Linked DNA regions of Pan troglodytes: region 2 is linked to region 1. The links are chromatin contacts, called in public HiChIP or PLAC-seq maps. All regions are on one chromosome and are shown on one strand. Each heading gives the region's core, a stretch centred on a gene start, on an enhancer-like site or on the middle of the called end of the contact. The rest is flanking DNA. Distances are from core to core; before and after follow the strand shown. Region 1 holds the start of ILVBL (ilvB acetolactate synthase like). Region 2 holds the start of AKAP8 (A-kinase anchoring protein 8).

What was found. HiChIP or PLAC-seq counts read pairs in DNA pulled down with a chosen protein or histone mark.
Region 2: a contact with region 1 is called in an H3K4me3 HiChIP or PLAC-seq map of stem cell-derived excitatory neurons, with 2.7 times the contacts expected there. The contact joins the promoter of AKAP8 here to the promoter of ILVBL in region 1. A contact is called at or near these places in 1 of 7 Hi-C or Micro-C datasets (stem cell-derived neural progenitor cells) and 1 of 1 datasets of contacts at active chromatin or transcription factors (stem cell-derived excitatory neurons).

Annotation. Positions count from the first base shown.
Region 1 is chr20:17,815,692-17,820,765 of NHGRI_mPanTro3-v2.0_pri, forward strand. It overlaps ILVBL (ilvB acetolactate synthase like), which reads right to left and starts at 2,500. Exons shown (of 16, transcript XM_001172135.8): 1 at 2,265-2,500; 2 at 1,534-1,678; 3 at 1-185. The coding sequence starts at 1,668.
Region 2 is chr20:18,070,685-18,076,205 of NHGRI_mPanTro3-v2.0_pri, forward strand. It overlaps AKAP8 (A-kinase anchoring protein 8), which reads right to left and starts at 1,986. Exons shown (of 14, transcript XM_016935347.3): 1 at 1,717-1,986. The coding sequence starts at 1,735. It overlaps AKAP8L (A-kinase anchoring protein 8 like), which reads right to left. Exons shown (of 14, transcript XR_010153740.1): 13 at 2,527-4,057; 14 at 2,060-2,440.

The sequences.
Region 1 (5,074 bases), core at 1,250-3,749:
GCATCAGCAGCAAAGACAGCCGTGACCTCATGGCGTGTGTCCACCACACGGATGCCCAGTTTCTCACAGGCCACCAGCAGCGGGGAAATGTGCCCGCCGACCAGCGTGAAGATGAACCGCACACCATGGGCCCTCAGCACAGCGGCCACGTTCTCTCCGCCATGCCGGACGCTTGCCTTGTCCACCTGGGCCCAAGGACAGGTGGAGCAATAAAGTTAAAGGCCAGGGCAGAGGGCAGCTGGGAAAGGGGGCAATCCCCCTGCCCCAGGTAAGGGGGCAGGAGCAGGGTGAGAGGTCAAGAGAAGCTTGGTCTTGGTTAGGCATATATTATACTACATGCCAGGCTCAAACCAAGGCATAACATCTTATCAGATCCTCTTGTCATTACATCTCTCTTACAGCTGAGGATATCAAGACTTGCCCAAGTAAGACTAAAAGTTCAATAGAACCCACGCTCTTAAGTGCCCCACTGTTACACTGCCTGTCTCCAGGATGGCAGGGCAATCAGGGAGAGAGGAGAGGGTTATATAACCCAGGGGGTTTGGCCAGGGGCACAACGCACGCAGAGCAGATGGCAGGGAGCCATCTGCTGTGACTCCTCCCTGCCCTCCAGTATCCCTGCAGAGCCTGGCAGCTGGGCTCCTGATCCCAGCCTCCCTGATGCCCTCCTGATGGACGCTAAACAGGCCCAGGGCTTAGTTGACAGGCTGCCAGCCACCATGTGCCTGGCACGGGAGTGAGCTGCTGGCACAGACTGTGCCGAGGCCTCCCAACTCTAGCTGCCTCACAGCCCTACACATCCAAGGCTTGCTTTAAATCTCCTAAGTCCTGAAGGTCAGTGGCATCACTCCTGGCTAGCAGAGGAAGCAGTAGAGAAGGGTTTGGGGAGGGAGAGGTCAAGCTTGGTCCCTGCTAGGAGAGAAAGGGTTGAGGAGGGGGTCTGGGGAAGGGGTAAATTTCAAACAGAGGTGCAAGGAGTTTAGGGGGAGGCCTGTGGGGTCAGCTCTCTCCAAACATGTCACCTAGGGCAAACCACCACACAATCTCTCTGAGCCTCAGCTTCCTCTTGCAGAAAATGAAGACAGAAAGAACAGCACCTACTTTCAAGGAAAAGGTAAGGGGTAGGTAAGAAAGTCTACAGTACTGAGCTCAGCAGAGGGCAACTGTTATGAAACCGTCACTGCCACCCCCTCGCTGGAGCCTGCCCTCTGCCCCATTTATCCCATCCAGGTTAGGGAGCACAGAGTGCTGTCCATCTGTTCTGTGAAAAGAGTCACTGGGGAAGGAGGTAGGTGGGGTGCGAGTGCCCCGGCAGCGGCAGCTTCCGTGTTCTCTCTTACTAGTGGCAAAGTCCAGGCCTCCATACACAGCGTGGCAATGGAGACAGGGCCCTGGACAGAACCTCTCACCAGTCCCTCTGGACTAGTCGGGGCTCGCTTTCCCACCCTGCACAATGAGTGAGCTGGAAGCAGCACCACGAGGCCCCTCCCTCTTTGACTGCCCCCAGCCCACCTCCCATTCTGTGCCCCGCACCTTGTGCAGCAGCTGATAGAAGAGCCCCAGGCGGTGAGCGGCGCCCAGCAAGGCGGCCACCAGCGTCCCGCAGGCCAGGAGCAGGAAGGAGGGGAATAAGCTCCTGGCGGGGGCGGCGGCCGCGGGGGTCTCCATGAGGTGGTACCTAAGAGAGAAAGGGCACTTCCCAGACTTGGGCGCGACAGGGAACCTCTCCGGAAGAAATCGCGCCCCTTCCCGAAGCAGGATCCTGGGCCACGCCCCTTGCCACCAGTTTCTGTGCGGCCACGCCCCCAACCCTGCCAGACCACGCCCTTTGTGCGCCTAGGCTCGGGGTGAAGCCATGCCTCTCTGTGACAAGGTCACGCCCCTCGCGGGGCTAGCCCCAGTCCTTTACATCACCACCACTCCCACCCAAACTAGCCACCACAAGTCAAGGTGGCGACGACAGCACCACACAGTTATCTTCCACTTACCTACTTGTCAATGGACAGGCGGAAGCCCCGCCTCTCTTTCCACAACCGGACCCCAAATCTCAGCCCCAGTAGTGAGCCCGCCCCATGTTACGTCACCAAGAGGCACGAGGTCACGCCCCCGGGTTAGCGGGCGCGACCCTCCACGCAACCCACGCCTCTCCCTTAAAGAGCGCACGGGCCCGAGCCTGATCCCCGACCCCGGGCCAGGCTGGGTCGAGGTCACATCGCATCAGGATGTGGTTCTCCCACACCAGCTCGACCCCCGAGGCTATTCACCTTCACCTCCAGGATATGGCGTTGCCTCCAGCAGAATTCGGCCTCCTCCGTGTCACGTGACCCGGGAGCGTGGCCGTGCCCGGGTGGCTCACTTGGCTCAGCGGCGCCCCGTAGTCCGGCCCGATGCGCATGCGCACAGTCGGAGCCACGCTCCCGGGCCACCCGAAAGAGCCTTGCCTCTACTGGCCGCCTCCCTCATAGACCCCGCCTCCCCTTGCCTTTCATTGGCTCGCACTGCAGGCCTCACACCCATTTAATTGTTTTAAAACCAGGAGGCCACGCCCCTCAGCGGCTTCAGGAGCCCAGACCTTTGGGGGCCCACCTTCCGCAGCTTTCCATTGGCCCCACGGTGCAAGCCCGTAGGTTCAGGCCCTCCGAACACAGCTCGCTTTCCACACCAGCGGGGCCGTACCAGAGCAAGACCATGTCTCACAAAATAATAATACTACTTAAAAAATGGTAAATTTTATGTTATGTATATTTTCCACACTATAAATAAATATTTGTGCATGTAAATATATATATGTGTATATTTTTTGTATAATAGGTATAGTAGCAAGCAAAGGAAATTCAAATTGAGTCACATTCTACAAAATGCCTAACCAGACCTCTCCAAAACTGTCAAGGTCATGAAAAACGAAGATTGAGGCACTGCCACAGACTAGAGGAGGGAAAGGAGCTGTGACAACTAAATTCAATATAGTACCCTGGACTGGATCCAGGAATCAAAAAAAGGACAAATTTGTGGATAAAGTTGGTGAAATCCAAATAAAGTCTGGAGTTGAGTTAGTAATGAACCAGTGTTAATCTTTTTGTTTCAGTAAATGTATTATGGTTATATAAGATGTTAGCATTCAGGGAAGCTGGATAAAGAGTAGACAAAAATTATCTTGCTATCTTTGCAGCTTTTCTGTAAAGCTAAAAAAGAAAAAAAGTCTTAATAACAAGGATACAATTTTCCAGAGAGAGAGAGAAAGATGTTGTAATAGATGTAAATTCTTTCTTGGGAGACAAAGCTTTAGCATGCTCCAAGACTAATTATCTGACCAATCTCTCCCCAGATAAAGAAAGATTGTCACTAGGCAAATGTCCGAAAAGCTTCTCAGCCGAAAGCTGGATTATTCAACAGTCCCTGAAACAAATACACACAGAGGACAAGTGATTTTTTAAAAAAGGGAAACAAGCCTGGCATGGTGGTCCATGTGTGTAATCCTAGCACTTTGGGAGGCCAAGACAGGAGGATCGCTTGAGGCCAGGAATTTGAGACCAACCGAGGTCAAAAAGTGAGACCCAGTCTCTCAAAAAAACAAACAAACAAACAAACTTAGCCAGGAGAATCGCTTGAACCCAGGAGGTGGAGGTTGCGGTGAGCTGAGACCACGCCATTGCACTCCAGCCTGGGCAACAGAGCAAGGCTCTGTCTAAAAAAAATTTTTTTAAAAAGAAAAAAAAATTAGCTGAGTATGGTGGCACGTGCTTGTTATCCCTGTTGCTTGGGAGGTTGAGAAGGGAGAATTGCTTGAACCCAAGAGGTTGTGGCTACAGTGAGCTGTGATCGTGCCACTGCACTCCAGCTGGGGCAACAGAGCAAGACCCTGTCTCTAAAAATAAAGGGGTGGGTGTGGGGCAGGGGAGGAAAAAAATACCATGTATCTAAATTGATTGATATTTAAAGAGAAGTGCAACAAATTATTGAGTTAGAGGGATACAGTAAGGGCCTCTCTTAGGACGAGCAGAAGGACTCTCTAAGGAGGTGACAGTTGAGCAGAGAGACCAGGAGGAAGTGAGGACATGGGCCCCACAAGGATCTGGAGAAAGAGTAATCCAGGTAGAGGAGATGGCACATGCAAAGGCCCTGAGGTGTTCTATTAATTTCCTTTGATGGCCATAACACATTACCACAAATTGGGTGGCTTGAAACAACAGGAATTAATTCTCTTACACTTCTGGAGGCCAGAAATTCAGCGTGGAGGCATCAGCGGGGCCATACACTCTCTCGAGATCTTTGGGGAGGATTCTTACCTTCTCCAACTTCAAGAGGCTCCAGGCATTCTTTGGCTTATGGCTGCGTCACTCCAATTTCTGCGTGTATCTTCAGATGGCCTTATTCCCTGTGCCTGCATCTCCTTCTGTATCTTTTTTCTTTTTCTTTTTTTTTTTTTTTTGAGACGGAGTCTCTTTCGCCCAGGCTGGAGTGCAGTGGCGCAATCTCGGCTCACTGCAACCTCCACCTCCTGGGTTCAGGCAATTCTCCTGCCTCAGCCTCCTGAGTAGCTGGGATTACAGGCACACGCCACAACACCCGGCTAAATTTTTTTGTATTTTTAGTAGAGATGGGGTTTCACCATATTCACCAGAGTGGTCTCGAACTCCTGACCTCAGGCAATCCGCCTGCCTTGGCCTCCCAAAGTGCTGGGATTACAGGCATGAGCCATCGGGCCCGGCCCTCCTCCTCTACGTCTTATAAGGATACTTGTCATTGCATTTAGGGACCACCCTCATCCAGGATAGGCTCATCTTGAGACCCCTCACTTAACTACTTCTGCAAAAACACATTTTCCAAGTTAGGTCACATTTGCAGGTTCTGAATGTACATTTTAGGGTCTGCCATTCAACTCATTACAAATGGGATGGGCTTTGCATGTGCAGAGAAAATCAGGAAAGCCAGGATAGCTAGAAGGAAGAGAGCAGAGGAGGCAGGGAGGAGACGCTATCAAAGGCTGGACAAAAGCCAGACAGGTATGATTTTACAGACTGCATGAGGACTGCAAATTTTATTCTAAGTGAATTGGAAAGCCAGAGAGCATTTT
Region 2 (5,521 bases), core at 736-3,235, 250 kb after region 1:
TTCACTTTGATGAGGCAGGAACATATCCATGTCTCCCTCACCAGAACAACCCCCCCGCCCCTGGCTAAGTGCCTAGTGCGTGCCGATACACCGCAAGCACCCAGCAAACCCTGTTGTCCGGAATGCCATTCAGAGACAAGGGAGCTAGGCTCATGGGTTACGAGACTTGACCCAGTCATACTGCTGAGTTTTGCCCTCTTGCTATGCTACGCCTTCCCCTCCGTCATACCGCAAAACCTTCTAAATTCGCATCCGTGCAGCAGAAAGGCAGACTGCAGATTCTAACAGCAAGTAACCAACCTCGAGAGACTGCTTCTCTGTGAAGCTCTAGTGTAAGTGGCACGCACTATTAACCTTAAAACGCTCCCGGAAGCACAAGAAATCAGGGAAGCTTAACTATCTCCACTGTGTCTGAAAGGTTTTCGGCAGGTAGGAAGAGGGGGTAAAAAAAAAAAACCTCTCCAAACTAAGAATGAAAAGGAGGAATACAATACCTGCAGAAAAGATCTGATGGGAAAGAAGGGAAAGAATGGTGAAATCTACCCAGGCTGCGGAAGACCAGGAGAGCCAGGCTGAGCCTTCGCTAGGACCCGGAAGACACCAAAGCACACCGCGCACACTGCCGCCTCAGGACCGAAACCTCTCTGCAATTTCTGGTGCTGGGCTACTTTTGCCCTGCCACTTCTCAAGATCGACAACTTCTCGAGCTCCTGCAGCCAGGATCAGACCACTAGCTTCTCTACAACCAGTCGAGCTCCACCCAGCATGTCCCAACTATCCCCTGTGGGCAAACTTTGCTCCCAGAAGGCTCTGATTCCAGAAGCAGGGAGCAGGCAGCTCGAGAAGATCGGCCCTACTGCAGGCCAAGCGCTAAATCCTAGTGGGGAAAGGACACGTTCCCTCCTGCACAGCTCCTCGGCCCCTCCAGGCCACCACAACAGACTGCCTAAAGGAGAACTGCCAATGTCACCAGCCCCAGGGCACATCAGGTTTCCAGCTTTGTACGAACACTCAGCATCTGCCCCTCACCATCCTGTCCCAAGCCAGCACGCGCCGGGTACAGAGCTGGAGCCCGGCGAGGCCGACTCTCGCGCCGGCAGCACTCGGCCCCAACGCGCTGCACCGGGGACTAAAGGCCCGACCCCGCGCAGCCCGACGGCTTCCGGGACAGGCGCCCTGGGCCACGTGAGCCCAGCGGAGACCCTACACGGCCCCGCGGGCCTAGGGCAGGTCGGGAGAGAGGCGGCCCCCGCGGTCCGCCCGCGGCCCCAGACCCAGCTCCCCGGGTCCGACCTCACAACCCCACGCTGTAGCTCCGCCCCCCTAGCGCCGCCATTTTGTGGCGTCTTCGGAAGAGGAAGCCGGGAGTGCAAACCCCGGGGTCGCTGGGGGCCGGAAGGACTCCGCCGAAGGTGAGGGGCAAAAACGGCCCACACTGTCCAAGACGGCCCCACGAAGCCCACCGCGGCGTCTGCCCCAACCCCGAGTCCCGCCCGCCTCCTCGGGGCCTGGCGGCCAATCCGCACGCAGCGCCCCGGGAGCGACGGCGCCAAAGCCCAATGAGCGGCGCGCGCGCGCCCTGGCCGCCTCTCCGGAGGGCCCAGCTGCGGCAACCACGCTCGGGACGAAGGCCCGGCCCGCGGCAGTCTGCGCAGCGGCTGCGCCGCCCGCACAGAGCCTTCCCTCCCCGCTCCGCACCCAGCAGCCAACACAAACCTCCGTAGCCCTGGTCCATGTCTTCGACGCGGCCCACCAGCAGCCCCTTTTACTAGGCGACCACAGCACGCATGCGTTCAGCGCACCTCCGCCATCGACTACTGGAAGACCAGGCGCACACGTCACTACTTCCGCGCGCCCCCATTGGCTGGTCTTCACGAGGGCCCGCCCTCGCCGTCCCAGCTGGCCTTTCGGGCTGCTAAGATCCAGCTCCGTGGCCTGATGGGAGTTGTGGTCCCACCGCCGTGCCCGACGGCCCGGCCCGCGCGCATGCGCACCCCGCCCCTCCGCCCACCCCCGCCCCGCCCCGCCCGCGCGGCACAGTAACAGAGAAACCCGGAGGTAGGATGGGAAAACTTTATTAGGTTTGGTTTCCAGCTTCGGCCACGCGGGCCCCGCCCGCCCCGAGCTCGGGTCACGGGGCGCCCCCGCCGCCCTCCTCGTCGTCCTCCACGTCGAGGCCCGGGATGCCGCGGATCTGGCGTTGCAGCGCCCCTCCCAGCAAGGGCACGGCGCCCTCCTCCTCCTCCTCTGGGGGCGGCGGCGGTGGCGGCGACACGGCCCCGGGGGCTGGCTCTGGGGGCACGGGAGGCTGCGCCGGCACGCCCTCTGCGCCCTCCGAGATCCCTGCCGCTTCGCCCGGCGCCCCCTCGTCCAGGGCACCGCCCTCAGCCTCCTCCTGCTCCTTCTCCTCCTCGGGGCTGTCGGTGAAAGGGTTCTCGCCCTGTGGGGAGGGGCGCGGACACTGAAGGGAGGGAGCACAGGCGGGGACTAAGCTGGGGACAGGGCAGGCCTGGACCAGTGCCTCACCTTCAGGTAGCGCTCCAGCTTCTTGCTGATGAGCTTGTTGTTGAGAATACTGCGGGCCACCATGAGGGAGGACTTCTTGGACTGCTCCATCATGAGCTGCGGGCAGGGCAAAAGGAGCTGGAGAGGCTGCTCTGAGTGCCCTACAAGTTCCTGCCCCAACCCTGCCAGCTTAGAGGGACCCCACCCCGCCCCCGCACCCACGCACTTCCAGCCCCACCAACAGAGGGCCACTCCACAAGCATGGAACCACAACCTATCTGATCTTTGTTCAAATTCCCTCTCCTTCCACACCACACTTACTGTAGGTAAATAAAAATACAGATCTATATATCTCTATCTTTACGGCTGTATTACAGAAATCTGATTTGCTTACAAAAAAGCTATAAGCAGTGAACAATTAAGAAACTAAGAGCCAAAGGTGCAACCTGTAACAAGGTGCCAACTAGGCTAATAGGCAAGGAGCACTTTGGGGCCAACGGGGAAGATATAAAAACAGGAACAGATATTTAATGAAACGTCTTTTTTAACCCACAGAATTCCAAGAATGAAGAATTATTCCCAGTCATGCAAGGGTGAAGAGAGTCTTCTCTGCTGGTGGGAGGATCAACTGTTTCCGTATTTTTTGGAAAGCAGTTTGACACAATGTATGAAAAGTAAAAATCTGTCTCATTAATCCCTTCCCAGAACGTATCCTAAATTTAAGAACTGGAAACATGCGTGCACACTGATTGTAGTGGTGAAAAATGGGAAAACACCTAAACGTTCCTCAGTGCAGAAGAGGTTAAATAAATCGTACATTCAAAAGAACATCATGCAGCCCTTCAAATCGGGCTCATCTCTGCACTGGCATAAGAAAGGTGTATAATATAGTACTGTCTGCAGAGCATGCCAGAGCCATTTTGTCTGGAAGGATTTCCATCAATATGCTGGGCCATCTCCTCATGGTGGGAGTACAGGCAAATCTCACTTTGATCATCATAAAAACCATAAGGTAAAAGAAGGATATTTTTGGTGGGGTGGGAGAGCCCATTGAGTCCTTCCCACTCCATTTACATGTTTCAGAAAGCCTTCTCACTTGCTGTTTCTACTCTCTCCATCTTCATTTTTTTTTTCCTTAGCACGTTTTCTCTACTACTGGAGGAAAATATTAACAGACATCATACATGCTCACAATAAACTAAAGATACACAATTAGGATACTACTATAGACCGTTCCCCCAGTGACTCTCACTTGCCAACAGTTTATCCTCCTGGTTCTAGATGCCCAGATAACCACACCATAAATTCTCCCAAGTGAGGCACATTTATGTTGCTTCCAGATCTTCTCCACAATAACCCAGCAACACCAGAATAAACTTGTACACTTCCATGCTGGTGCTTTTCATTCTAACCAGGTTTGGTTTCAAAGTGATAGTGCCCAATTAACTGCAGAACATTTGCAAGTCATGCTTCTTCCACCTGTGTTAAAACAATGACCTGGTCCTCCTGCCTGCCCATCAGCACTGGATGTTGTCACTGTTGGGTATTTTTGCTGTGGATAAAAGACAGAAGAATCTGTGCTGCTGCCTCCCACGGCATTTCCCTGCCCACCGGCGAGTGAGTGCTCTGGTAAGCACACTGGAACACCCGCCCACAGTTTATAATTTTCTAACTATTTTCTGATCTTGGTTTTTATTTTTCACATTTAAATTTTCTTTTTTTTTTTTTTAGACAGTCTCGCTCTGTCGCCCAGGCTGGAGTGCAGGGGCTCTCAGTTCACTGCAACCTCCGCCTCCCAGGTTTAGGCAATTCATATGCCTCAGCCTCCTGAGTAGCTAGGACTACGGGCACGCACCACCACACCCAGCTACTTTTTTGTATTTTTAGTAGATACAGGGTTTTCCTATGTTGCCCAGACTGGTCTTGAGCTCCTGAGCTCAGGACCTCCACCCATCTCGGCTTCCCAAAGTGCTGTGATTACAGGCGTGAGCCACCACGCCCAGCCACATTTTCTAGAATTTGATACAGATTGAGTATCCCTTACCCAAAGTGCTTATGACCAGAAGTCTTTCAGATTTTGATTTGCATTATACTTACCAGTTGAGCATCCCTACTCCAAAAACCCAAAATCTGAAATGCTTCAATGAGCATTTACTTTGTCATGTCTGTGCTGAAAAAGTCAGATTTTACTAGGCACAGTGTCTCGCGCCTGTAGTCTCAGCTACTCTCATGAGGCTGATGCAGGAGGATTGCTCGAGTTCAGGAGTTCAAGGCTATAGTGTGCAATGATTTAACTTGTGACCAGCCACTGCACTCCATCCTGCACAACATGGCAAGACTCAATTCTTTTTTCTTAAGGAAAAAGGTTTTGGATTTCGGAGCATTTCGGATTTTCAGATGACGGATGAACTCAATCTGTATATGTTATGAGGTAGAGGGTCCAAAATTTTCTTTACCAGAAATGTACAAAACACACCATTTATTTCCTTACCAAATTGGCATATAGGTCTACCATCCCTTATCTATAAACTGGAAATCCAAAAGGCTCTAGAAAACAAGTCTTCCCCCAAAATTCATTTGGTGGCTAAATGTGAACTGACATTACATTTTTCATTTATATGTAAGTCATGTGAAGAATTATTTGTGACTCAACTACAAGGCGCCTTCCCCAGATCCTGTTGGAGAGGTTAGTGCTAATACCATACTGTCTTTCTTTTTATTTTATTTTAGAGATAAGAGTCTCACTCTGTTGCCCAGGCTGCACTGCCATTGTGTGATCATGGCTCACTGTAGCCTCAAACTCCTGGGCTCAAGTGATCTTCCCATGCTAGCCTCTTGAGTAGCTGGGACTATAGGCACTCACCACCATGCTTGGCTAATTTTTTATTTTTTGTAGAGACGAGATCTCACTATGGTCAGGAACTCCTGGGCTCAAGCAATCCCACCTAAGCCTCCCAAAGTGCTGGGATTGCAGGTGTGAGCCACTGCGCCCAGCCTTGCATATTGGCTTTCTGAA